2 separate regions of the Mus musculus genome follow, and region 2 is linked to region 1. Evidence: chromatin contacts called from public HiChIP or PLAC-seq data. All regions are on one chromosome and are shown on one strand. Each heading gives the region's core, a stretch centred on a gene start, on an enhancer-like site or on the middle of the called end of the contact. The rest is flanking DNA. Distances are from core to core; before and after follow the strand shown. Region 1 overlaps Rasa2 (RAS p21 protein activator 2). Region 2 has its middle 16 kb from the start of C430002N11Rik.

Region 1 (5,744 bases), core at 2,643-5,142:
TCCTTTATGAAATATCTGAATCTTCTTAAAATTTAAAATCCTTAATTATTAAGCACTTGCTCTGATTTAGAGATATTTAGAAGCAAAATCTCTTAAATCTTTTTACAATTCTAAAGTATTTCCTGTTTTATAATTCAGAGTTATAAAAACTGAAGAAAAAATTCCAAAGGTGGAAAAAGTTAGAAAGACCTACAATGTAGATACTTCCAATTTAATGGTTGATCAAAATTTAGACAAGTATTAAGAACGTTATAATAAAATCAAGTTGAAGAAGGATTATTTTTGCCCTATTCTAGAAAGTAAGATTGGAGGCATTCAGAATGCAAGAATTATCTAGTTTAGCTAGCTATACCCTTACGATCTAAGGCAGTGACACAGCTAGCTTGAAATTATCTTTCAAATGATTTTCTTTTTAAAGGTGGAAAGAAATAAAGAAAACTGGTTTCATCATTTTTCCACTATACAAACGTTCAGAAAGGTTAAGGGTTATTTTCTCATATATGGCTAGATATTACAAACTATAAGTACTCAATTTATGGACTCAATTTACAAAATTACTATTGAATTTTGTAATCACTGATTACCTTGTGATATAAAATTGTAACAAACTGAAATTTAAATATTTTCAGGTCTCAAATCCCAGCTGTGCTTTTACCTTCCTTCATTATATGACACATCATGCAGCCTTCCCGTGACATTTCATCATTCATAAACAAAGAAAAAGGCCATCTGTGACTCTGAATGCACAAGTGTGAAAAATAATTAAGATTCTAAATATGGGCATAAGGCTTGTGACAAAATCTTTGAAATTCATTACTCTCAATATTTTTGGGCTACTAAGGCACCTTTAGTTGTTTGTTTTGTTTTTAATTATGTACTATTCTCATTTTTTGAGGAGGGCGCTCATGTGAAGTCAGAGAGCAACCTGTGGGAGTTGGTCCTCTCTTTCCACCATGTGGGCTCTGGGTACTGACCTCAAGTTTCAAGCTTGACAGCTGGTTCCTTCACCCACTGACGGAGCCACTACAAGGGTTACTTTTAGTTCTATATAGTTTTCTTATGAAGAGATCAAAATTGTAAGAACCCAATGACAAAGAGCTATGCAGAGGGGCCTGCCTACACCACCAATATGTGAGGCTGAAGTAGGAGTAAGAGTTCAATGCCAACCTGGGCTACAAGGCTAGACCCCGCATAGAGAAGAGGAAAGGAAAAGGGAAGGAAGGGCAGAGGAGAAAAGACAAAGAAAGAACAGGAAAGAGACACAGGCAAATGTCACAGGAAAACACAGGCAAGTGTGTGGGAGAGGGTAACAAGGTACCATAGCATCCTCCAGAATCCAATGGGATAAAATACAGTTCGACAACTGTTTCATTCACCATGCTTGTCCCAACAAGTCCCAGAATCCTCCATGCTTTGTCTCTGAAGACTTTCTTTCAGCAGTTTGGTGGTGGTTTGGTTTGGTTTGGTTCGGTTCTTTTTTTTTTTAAAGATAGACTCTCCTTATGTAGCCCGACTGGCCTGGGACTTGCTATGTGAACCAGTCTGGCCTCAACCTCAGCAGAGACCTGACCAGCTCTGCCTCACAAATGCTGGGATTTAAAGCCTGTATCATGACACCTGGTTTTAGCACAGTTCTATATCAAAATTACAAACACAAACACTGCTACAAGGCAGAGGAGGCAAAGAATTTGCTGTATGCAGTACTTTCAAAGAATAATTACACTTTCACAGATAAAAACAATCCAAGAGCTTATTCCCTGATAATCCATTAGTAAGTAACTTGTATCTATGCAGATGCGGAGAAAGGGTGTGTTTGTGTAGCCCAGAGGTTAACATCCATCACCTTTCTCAATCATTTTCTACCTTATTCTTTGAGACAGGACTCTTGTTAAACGGTTTGTCTACACTGGCTGGCCAGCAGGTTCCTGGGACCCTCCTCCCTCCATGTCCCCAGCACTGGGAACTATATGGGAGCCACTGTACCTGGCTTTCTTACATAGGTACTGGGGATGTAACACTTGACCTCCTATTTGTGCAGCAAGTACTTTACCAAGAAAGCCATCGACCTCTCTAGCTTCAACTTGTGTGAACTTTGAGCTAATATGTTCTCTGGAGAAGTAAAAATGATGTGCTTTGAGGAAAGCTCAAACAAATAGGCACTATTTAGCCTAGAGAGCACATTGAACGCTTATAATAGTTGTTTTCAAACATTTAATGCTGTCACATAAAAGATGGACTAAAATTGTTCCCCAGAAATCTAAGGGACAGAGCTAGGACAACTAAGAAAAACTACTTCCTAAGGCAATGAAAGGCCACATGAGAGAGCAAGCACTTCACTGGGGTCACTCTTAGAGACATGAGTGAACAGAACCCAGAACTGAGCAAGCGCTGGGCACGTGACTGGATGTCACTTTAATAATCACTAACCAATTAAACATAAGCACTTTCTGAGTCAGAAGAGTTCAAAGACCAAGCAGCCTACTTAGGAGGTGTGAACTTCTTGGTGACTGAACCATTATGAAGTAGATGCCCCATGACCACTTCCCAGAACTACTGCTAAGGAGATCAATGTTGTCAGTGCAGCTTACTGACATTCAAGGCCTCTTTAAATGCTTACATTCTATAAATCTAAAAAATAAATTCATAATAGAATACAAAACCTTTAAATAAAAAATATTAGCTTCAATATCAAGAAACTCAATTTGTTGATAAAAATCTGGAAAATACATAAAACCATGAATATACATCAAATGAATAATTTCTAATTTTTCTACCAACCTTAAAGACTTTTCAACAACCTGGGTGCGATAAACTTCTTCCTGGTCCAAATTTATAGTGCAGAAACAATCGCGCATTTTGTTGGGTCCAAGATATGGCAATAAATTTTTTGCTTCATCTGTTGACACAAAAGTTTAAATTGATGTTAAATTTTTTATTTACATCACCCAAAGCTTATAAATGAATTCAGTCTGGAAGAAGGCATAATATGGAGTACAGGGAAAAAAAGCAACTTGTGCTCAGAGAGGTCAGGGGGTCTAAAGGAGACTAGTGAAGACTGGGGGATGAGCTAAAAGGTGGTGAACTTTCCTGAGAAGTCTATAAAAATGAGTATTTTTTATTACAAGAAAAAACCTAAGTGTTTAAAAGTAAAAAGACCAGAGGAGCTATGTATAGACACATCACTGCATCCTTCCTCTATGAAAGGGCAGTTTCTCTCCCTCCTGTCTCACCAGAACCATCTCAAGAATTTTCCTGCAATGAATCTCTCCTGAGTCAGCATTAATTTCCCTTCTACCGTTTGCTCTCAGCAGCATATAAACAACACTCCACAATTAAGACAAACAAAAGCAGCAGACCGTTATCCTCGGTCCGGCTTCTCTCCCGTGCCACACCTCCACTTCCAGACTCCTCTGTCAAAGGAGAATTTCTTCTAAGTACTGCCCCTCACTTGCTCACTTCCCATTCACGCTGTGATCCTCTCTAATCAGCTTCCGGTTCCAAAGTGACAATGAAACTGCTTAGTCAAGGCCACCAATGTCAAAGGATGTTGGCTCACCCATGTCCAATGTATTCTTACTACATCCACACCTTTGCAGCATCTAACAGAGTGGACATGTAACAAGCTCCCTGTTCCTGGATTCCACAGCACACGGTTTCTGGCCTTTCTCCTATGTCTTCCACTCATCTCCTCATCGAAATGCTGTAACTGCCTCAGGGCTCTGTTCTAGACCATCCCTTCCTTTTTCTATAAACTACTGCAGTACACACTGTTAATGCTAGGAGCTCCCAGTTCTGTGTTTGCAGGCCTGACCTTCCCTCATTCATACCACTAGATATCTGGCAGGTATCTCATATTTAGCAAGTCCCCAAAACCAATCTTATTTCCTCTTCTATAAGCTCTTCCCTTGGTCTACCACCACTTCCTTCTCACTTATCGTCTTCCTGCCTCTCCCTCACACAATCCAGCTCATTAGCACATCCAGAAGATCTTCAAAAAGACAACATCTAAAACCCAGCTACGTCTCCCCTTCACTAGAATCACCCAAACAGGATCACTGCAGAGGAGCATGGCAGTATCTTCTGTTTCTGCTACTCTTCACCAACCTGTTCTTCACCAGGAGATGTGATCTTTTCTCTCCTTTCCCATGCTGGGGATCAGACCCAAGCCGTCTGCATGAATGCAGAGTAGACGAATGCTCTATTGCTGAGCCATAATCCAGACCAAGCATGATCTTCTCATAAGATTGAACTCAGTCACTTCTCAGCTCATCCCACTTGTCTGAGAATAAAGTCTAATCTCTAAATCACACTCTGCATGACCCTAAGTATCCCTTCTGACTCCTTCTTTTGTTCTTCCCTTGGTTCACTTTTCTCCATTCATCAGCCATGTCAAGTTTATTATCAAGTTTATTTCTTCCCGGATCTCTCTACTCTTTACACGGCTGGGACATTCTTATCATTCAGTCCTGACCTCAAATGACACTTGACCTTTTCCCTAATTAGTCTTAGGTTTGGTTTCCTTGAGAGAATTTGTAATGGGCTGAACTTCTGTTAAGGGTTTCTGCAGCTCCTGTACAAGGTCTGAGAACTTGCTAATGCCCAAGATCTAAAACAGGAAAACTCTGGTGATATGTTTGTTGAAGGAATAAAGAACCCAGCAAGTCAAGCTTTGAAGGTCTCATGAGCTATTTGTGTACCAAAAGGACGACACCCAAGTGTCTACTTGATGTGTATACTGAAATCCCATACCAATGTACAAATCTAAGACAGTGAGGAAGGGGCCAGTAAGAAGCCTAAGTGGGTGGGAACATTTGTGTGCAATCCTGACTAGCTGGAAGCTGGAGTGCACATAATGTTTCCAGTGTTTCTACAGTAAGACGATGGGAGGTGACACAGGAGACCCACCCAGAAGCTCTGGCGTCAACAAGATAAAACCTGCAGCCAGGTAGTAGTGGTACATGCCTTTAATCCCAGCACTCAGGAGACAAAGACAGGTAGATCTCTGTGAGACTGAGGCCAGGCTGGTCTACAGAGTGAGTTCCAAGACAACCAAAGCTATTCAGAGAAACTATCTTAAGGGAAAACAAAACAACAAAACAAAACAAACAGGGAGAGAGAAACCACATTTCAAAAACAAAATGAACTGGCTGGAATGGTGGTCATGCCTGTGATACCAGCCACTGGAGTCAGAGGCAGGAGGATCCCTGTGAGTTTGAGGTTCTCTCCCCTGTCCCTCCTCTCTCCCTACATAGGACCTTGCTTAACAATTCTATTTTCACTGCTGTCAAACTTCTTCAGAATTTCCTTTGCCTCTGAATAACACAATGGATTTGTTTTAAAACCAAAGTTTATAGAGTCCATAATACACCACCTAGTTACATACATACATACATACATACATATATATATATATATATATATATATATACATACATACACATATGACTACAATAAATACGCTCCATATGTAAAAGAGAGTTTAGAAAATTAAATCATTACCCTAGGACGTGTCCCTGTTTTATTCATGCTAAGCACTGGTTAGAAAATAATGGGGCATAATGTGTAAATAATCTACCAGTCCCACCCCACAAGAGAGAAACAAGGGTTACTTTGTCTGTAGAATTTAATGAAACTGAATTGCCAGATATTTACTTAAAATAATCAAAGGCCAAGTCTCAGATAGTGTAAGAAATGCACCCAGCACCACTTTTTATAAAAGTAGTTTTCCTGATGTTTTTTTTTTT
Region 2 (6,310 bases), core at 3,363-5,862, 170 kb after region 1:
TGAGCAGGTGTTTATTTACATCCACGCAGGAACAGTCACACGGCATAGGCAATGCCTTATTTGGGGACAATAATTCTCCTTACAACTTTCTGCTAGGAGATGCACTGATAAAGTACCATGCAGCATCTACAAAGAGGAAGGCATTTCTCTATGTTTAGACATGGAAAACCCAATGTGCAAATAAACACAGAGCTGTCTACACAGCAAGAACACCTTACCACACCATATGAATATACAGTGGTTTAAAGTGTAACCTGGTTACACTTGAAGATGTGTGGTCACAGACACTTGTCAGCCTTACCTGTGACATTTGATTACAACGGGCATGTGCCGGGGCTGGAGAAGTGGCTCAGCAGTTAAGAATACTTGCTACTTTTGCAAAGGACCCAGGTTCAGTTCCCAGAACCCACAAAGTGGCTCACAACCATGTGTAGCTCTACTTCCAGGACCTCTTCTGCCCTTCCTGGCACCAGGCACATATACATACACATACATACACACTGGCAAAATACATAGTATTTCATTAAAATTATTCATTTAAAACATATTCATTTTATTTTATGTATATGTGTGAATGCCTGTATCGTATGAGTACCTGGTGCCTGCAAAGTCCAGAAGAGGGTGTCAGAATCTTTGGAATTGGGGTTCCAGATAGTTGTAAGGCTGCTGTGTGTATTGGGAACTGAACCTGGGTCCTCTGGAGCAGCAGTGAGTGCTCTTAACTACTGAACCATTTCTTCAGCTCCCAAACTATTTTTGCATATCACTGGAAGGAGAGGATGCTCAGTCAGATGATATTTGAGATAAAGTGAAATGATCTACTTCCCACAAGTCAATATCCTCAAATAACTTATCGCCACCCTTGGAGGGTATTTATAAATGCCAGGAGCAGTTTGGGTTGTTATAGAAACTCCTTGGGTGTTAGAGGCAACTGGTATTTAATCCCCTAGGAATGAGAAACGCTAAATATCTTGTTACGGGGGAGCTTCACAGCACACAACAGTGCCCCACTTAGATGCCTGCACCAGCACTAGTGTAAAACTACACAAAAACAGGTTATAGCTGCTGATTAGTCTTCCACCCTACAGGCATAAGGATTGTTTTTCCTTTCAACTACTAAGATGGCCGGCAGTTCAGTAAACTAAGCATCATTCAAGAAGGATGGAGTGCATTCGAAGAACTGGTACCCATGATGACTGGGGTCCTGCAAACCACAGGACATTGACCCTGCCTGAAAGGTGGCTTGTTGCCATGTGAAGAAAAGACATTTAACTACCTAGAAGATGGAGACAGCGGTACTGTTCTCTTCTGTGACTCTTAGGTCAATATAACACATATTCTTGGCAGGAAGGAAGAAGGGAGGGTGGTGAGAGGAAAGGAGGAAGGGACTTAAGGTTGGGGCACACCCCCCATATTTTCACTGGGGGATACCCGAGAGCAAGCCTGCATTTCCATAGTTATTGGGAACCTCTTCAGCACTGCGGTCCCCAAGGAGATTTCTCTCTAAGGGTTTCTCATGAAGCTTAGCCTGGAACAGCGCTTCCTAATCTTTTCTACTTCAATTATATGATACCACACATTTTAAGAAGCTGGGCCTTTGAATGCAAACCAAAGATGTTGCTTGGTTTAAAAACAAAACAAAAGAAAACAAAAAAGCTTACCTTTTGTTCTGGGGCTGAGGACAGACTTACTGAGAGTTGTGTGTATCTGTGTGACTTCAGGCTCACAGTGGTAAATGCCAAACAGAGATGGGCAATGAGAAACAGGACAAGTGGGCCTGAACAACCATCCCAGCGTTCCTGGGCCTGGCCACACCCGATTTGATGACATAGCCTCATCCTCCTGTCCCTCCATCCCAACCCCAACTCCTTTTATGGAGCTAGATAACGGTGAATTCTGTCTTCCGTGCCCCAATAAAACTTTACTGGACACCTGTCTGTGCCCTGTCTGTTGGAGTCCTCAGAGCTCTGTGGAGGCATAGAAAATAGAGACAAGTCTCTTACTGTGTAGAACTCCCTCTGACCTTCAGTCACGTGTGGCCTTTTGAGTTTGTCCTGAATTTAGGTGGTATTTTAGCACTTTTCTCTCATAGGCTGGCAGTTTTCTGCTGGTGTTGTGTAGAATACCCACATCATTTCTATTCTGATGATTTCACTGTGCTACAAAGGTGATTGACAATGTGGGCTATGAATTTCCTCTGGTGTCTATCACAGAGGCTGTGGAAATAATAGCAATGGTTGCTAAATTTTCAGCAAGCATCTTTTATTGTTGTTGTTATCATCATCATTATTATTATTATTAACTTAATGTTTTTGAAACCTCAATATAAAACAGACATAAGTGAGCTATCTTCTCTGACTTTCTTACCCACACTGGGCACCCTGGGGCTCCTTCAGGTGCCTGGGCCTTGGGCATGGGCATTCAGGCTGCTGCTGAGGGCAGTGGACCCTTCATCCTTATTGAGGCAAACATCACAGAGCACTTGATATGTATTATAGCCCCTCCCAAGCTCTGCAAATGCAGCAAAGTGGCAAGTCTGAGCCCAGTGTAAAGGATAGGTGGTTCAGATTGTGGGGAGCAGAGGAGGCCCTAAGTGAGCCAAGTCCCGAGTTCATGTCTCTTTCGATATGGGCACGACCATGTTTAGAACTCCAAAGCTTTGGACCCATGCATTCATCGAATGCAGTTCCTCACATGGGCCAGGTTCAAGAGGGGTGGTGAAGCTCTCCTCGGGGAGTTCAGGTATGCGTGTTTATAGACAATAAAGCAATGTGAGCAAACACTAGCAACTGGAGCTTCCTCCTCTCCACCAAGGTTCTGGGGTGCTCCTAAGAACCACCTGATCCCAACTTTACTGCACATGTGTCTGGATACCTGTTCTTTTCCATTCCCTTGAGGTCTCAGCTTCCAGGACCCAAACTGCATAGAGCTAGGTACCAGATGAGACACATACCAACATCAACCAGAGCCCATGCCCAGCAAGGTGGTGTTGTAAGCACATCAAAGCCATGGGCCTGAGAGATGGAGACTTGACCAGGGGCTAGAGTGGCTGGGGCAGGGGACAGGGGAGCTGGGGCAAGAGCAGGGTTTCACTGACCTTCCACAAAAGGAGAAAATGAACTCTGAGGTGTGTGATGTGAAAGACAGAGCCAACATGGGAGGGAGGGAGAACGTGAACCACAAGGGATCCAATGCTTTTCAAGAGACAAATCAACAATTTAACCAAGGCGGGAGTGGGGGTGGGGGTTTCCACGAGGAGGAGAAAGAAAAACAAGAAGCAATAATGAGGTGCCAAGCTGCTGAGCTGCTATGTCTGGCGTGAGCCTACACAGAAGCCTATAGTCAGCCAGGGAGCATGGGTGGCTTGTCTGAGGCTCGCCCTCTTCCCAAAGGGTCACAAGCTCTGGGCCTGCTGACGGTAAAGCTACATTATCTTCCATTTATTCACCAGGCATCAAGAAGCATGGTGACTCATCTGAAGTCACTCATCGGAAGACTCCATGGGCTCTGACTCATAAGGCCTTCCCGCAAGAGTCCTCTCTGGGCAAGGATGTGTGATCGCCAAGCAGATGAGCAGTCTCCTGACCAGGCTGGGGCCTCTTGAGATTTTTCTCTGGATACCCACACTCATAAAAGAAAGAACCACAACCATGGCCACCATGCCGGCATCCTGTGATTCTTTTGTGCCCAAAGAATGCTGGTCTTGTAGTCTAGCCGCTCCTAAACTATCAACACACACACACACACACGCACACACACACACACACACACACACACATACACACACACACACATGTACACGCACAGTCACCTGTAGCAGGAATGTGCATCAATACTGAGCAGGGGACCTGCAGGGGGCAGGGCTGTGTGTGAAAAGCAGAAGATGACAGCATGTCCTTTTCAGACACCATGACAGTAACATATTTGGGCTAGCCTGCTGCCCCTGACTTTGTTCAGCGACTGTCTGGAGTAAAATGGAGTCTCTTCATGGGAACCGACGGTAGCCTTTTTCCGTTACCCAGAACTCAGCTGCCAGCACCTGTGTATCTCTGCCACTATTGCTTGGGTACACACACCAACATAAAAGCAAACAGGACCTTGGGTTTGATGTCATAGGCGATTCACCAAGCTGAATAAGTGGGGATAAGTACAAGGAAACACTCAAACAGATGCTGCCCTCAAGCGAGACTGTTTGTAGTTGAAAGGACCCTACTCTCTTCTTCCCTTGATCCTTCTAAGACTCTGGAGTTGACCGGCTGGGTGGGGGTGATCCTTCTAAGAGTCTGGGGACATGAGAAAGCACGTTAGTTGTCTGGCTGGGTGGGGGTGGAAAAAGCCACCTGGAGCCTGAACAAAGCAGAGGGTGGTCTCTTCTCAGATCCTCAGGTCCCAAAGGCTGGGTGATTTCAAAAAACTACACGATGGGTCAGAAAAAGGGCAGAGAGAGCAGGAACTTCCAGGTGAGGCATCCTACGGCCATGAAGGAGTCTAATCCAGCCAAAAGGCTGAATTAACCTCCCAGCCCCATCTCCGAATTCCCAGACGTCAGATATGGAGGCTCTTGCTGAGGCCCTGCATTCCCCAGCCTGGTAGTCAGGAATGCTTGGGAGCTGTATGGCAGCTGGTGACTCAGACCTGATGGGAAGGCCAGATCCCCTCCCTGGGGTCACTGTGACACTCAGCCTTGAGCTCCAAAGGAACTCTTTCAAGAAGCCCTGGGCTGGCAGCCTCTTTCCCATGATAAACATACCACGGTCTCTCTGATGTTTGTCAGTCCAGATAGTCTTTCTAACTAAAACAAAACAAAGCACGAAAATCAACAACGGCAAAAATGACCCACAGCATCTTAGGTATAATCCGCCTTCCTTAGTCTCAGGTCTGCATTCCTGGATTCAGTCAACAAAGTATCAAAGATATTCAAAATGTGCTGAGAGTCTGGTCTGCAGTTGGCGCGGTGCAACAGAACAAGCATAATGCACCCAGCCCCAGCCTCTCCGGATGTGTGCTTGTCGGGCCTTCAGTCCCTGGCTGCCCCAGTTCCTCCAATCCCTGAAGCTGTGCAGAGACCACAATGTGTCAGTGTCACTAAATGTGTGCTGCTCAGAGGCTGGGCACGTAGTTCAGTGATAAAGTGTTTAGCGTGCTTTCATTCTCATTTTAAAATACTATGTGTGCACTATGTCTATGTGGGTATGCATACGAATATTGTGTCAATGGAGGACGTAGGTACTTTACTTGATACCTATAGAGCTGGGGTCATAGGCAGATGTGGCTGCTGGGAACCAGACTCAAGTTAGACTTTGATTTTAATCCCCAACACACGCACACACACAAGTAGAACTAACTCGCTGTTCTTCTGAGTACTGTGTGCTGGACAGTATACCCCTGCCTTCCAGGAGAGAAGATCAGAAAATCAGTGTGTGAAGCACAGTGGCTCAAGAGGGTGTGGTCCTCACCCCTTTTCACTGTTGCATCTATAGTATTTAGACCAGTCACCTACTGAGTGCAGTGACAGAGTTAGCCATGGTGGCAGCATTGGGGAGGAGCACCCAGGACACTAAAGATACCCATGCCAGGCTCCTTCCTGAAGAGGCTTGTGTTGAATATAGAAAACTACGCAGGAGTTGATCCTGGAGGAAACAAGGAAAGGTGGGATGGGAACAGGGCAGGGTGACGAGGTGGGAATGGTGACAGATTTAGTGTGCCAGGCTAAGCAGCCTGGATCCATCCCGGGGATGACTGAGAGTCTGAAGGGTTGTCACATTGGAGTATCATGGCCGAACCTTGTTTTGGAGACATCCCTGTACATTCAGGGTTCAGCAGGGACTGTCAACACCCTGTAGGTGTTAATATTGATCGATTGAGTGGGTGTTGTATGTTGTCTCCTCAGTAGAGTTACTCTTCTCCGTCTTGTCTGCCCTGTGCTCTTTGGAAGGAAGCCACTGGGCACTGGCCATCTTGACGGGGCAGGGGTTGTGTTCTGCCTCCTCGGGAGAAGATACTCAGAGTTTTGAATCTCACCCTGCGTTCGTTGCAAGAAATCATCTCTTCAGCTTTCTTTTAGACAGTCTTTCCAAAACACATAGGCCCATCAAGCATGGGGCCTGATTCTAAGACAACTTTAATGCGACTTAACATTTCTGAATTTTATCTACTGGGGCTGGAGAGATGATGATGCAGTGGTTAAACGTGCTGGCTACTCTTCCAGAAGACCCAGGTTTAATGCCCAGCAGCCACATAGCAACTCATAGCCATCTGTGATTCCAGCTCCAGGGGACTCAACCCTCTCTTCTGGCCTCTGTAGGCATCA

Evidence for each region. HiChIP or PLAC-seq counts read pairs in DNA pulled down with a chosen protein or histone mark.
Region 2: a contact with region 1 is called in a BATF HiChIP or PLAC-seq map of CD8 T cells, with 5 read pairs. The contact joins two enhancer-like sites. A contact is called at or near these places in 4 of 115 datasets of contacts at active chromatin or transcription factors (CD8 T cells, bone marrow-derived macrophages, effector CD8 T cells and 1 more).

Annotation. Positions count from the first base shown.
Region 1 is chr9:96,608,604-96,614,347 of GRCm38.p6, forward strand. It overlaps Rasa2 (RAS p21 protein activator 2), which reads right to left. Exons shown (of 24, transcript NM_053268.2): 2 at 2,779-2,896. Among named protein-coding and RNA genes, the nearest start is that of Rasa2, 20 kb to the right of the region's middle. Within about 2 kb of position 3,893, at least 50 of the 459 cell types and tissues checked have an H3K27ac peak or open chromatin away from gene starts, as enhancers often do. A contact at or near this core is called in CD8 T cells and bone marrow-derived macrophages, where this site is marked.
Region 2 is chr9:96,778,834-96,785,143 of GRCm38.p6, forward strand. No RefSeq gene overlaps it. Among named protein-coding and RNA genes, the nearest start is that of C430002N11Rik, 16 kb to the left of the region's middle. Within about 2 kb of position 4,613, at least 128 of the 459 cell types and tissues checked have an H3K27ac peak or open chromatin away from gene starts, as enhancers often do. A contact at or near this core is called in CD8 T cells and bone marrow-derived macrophages, where this site is marked.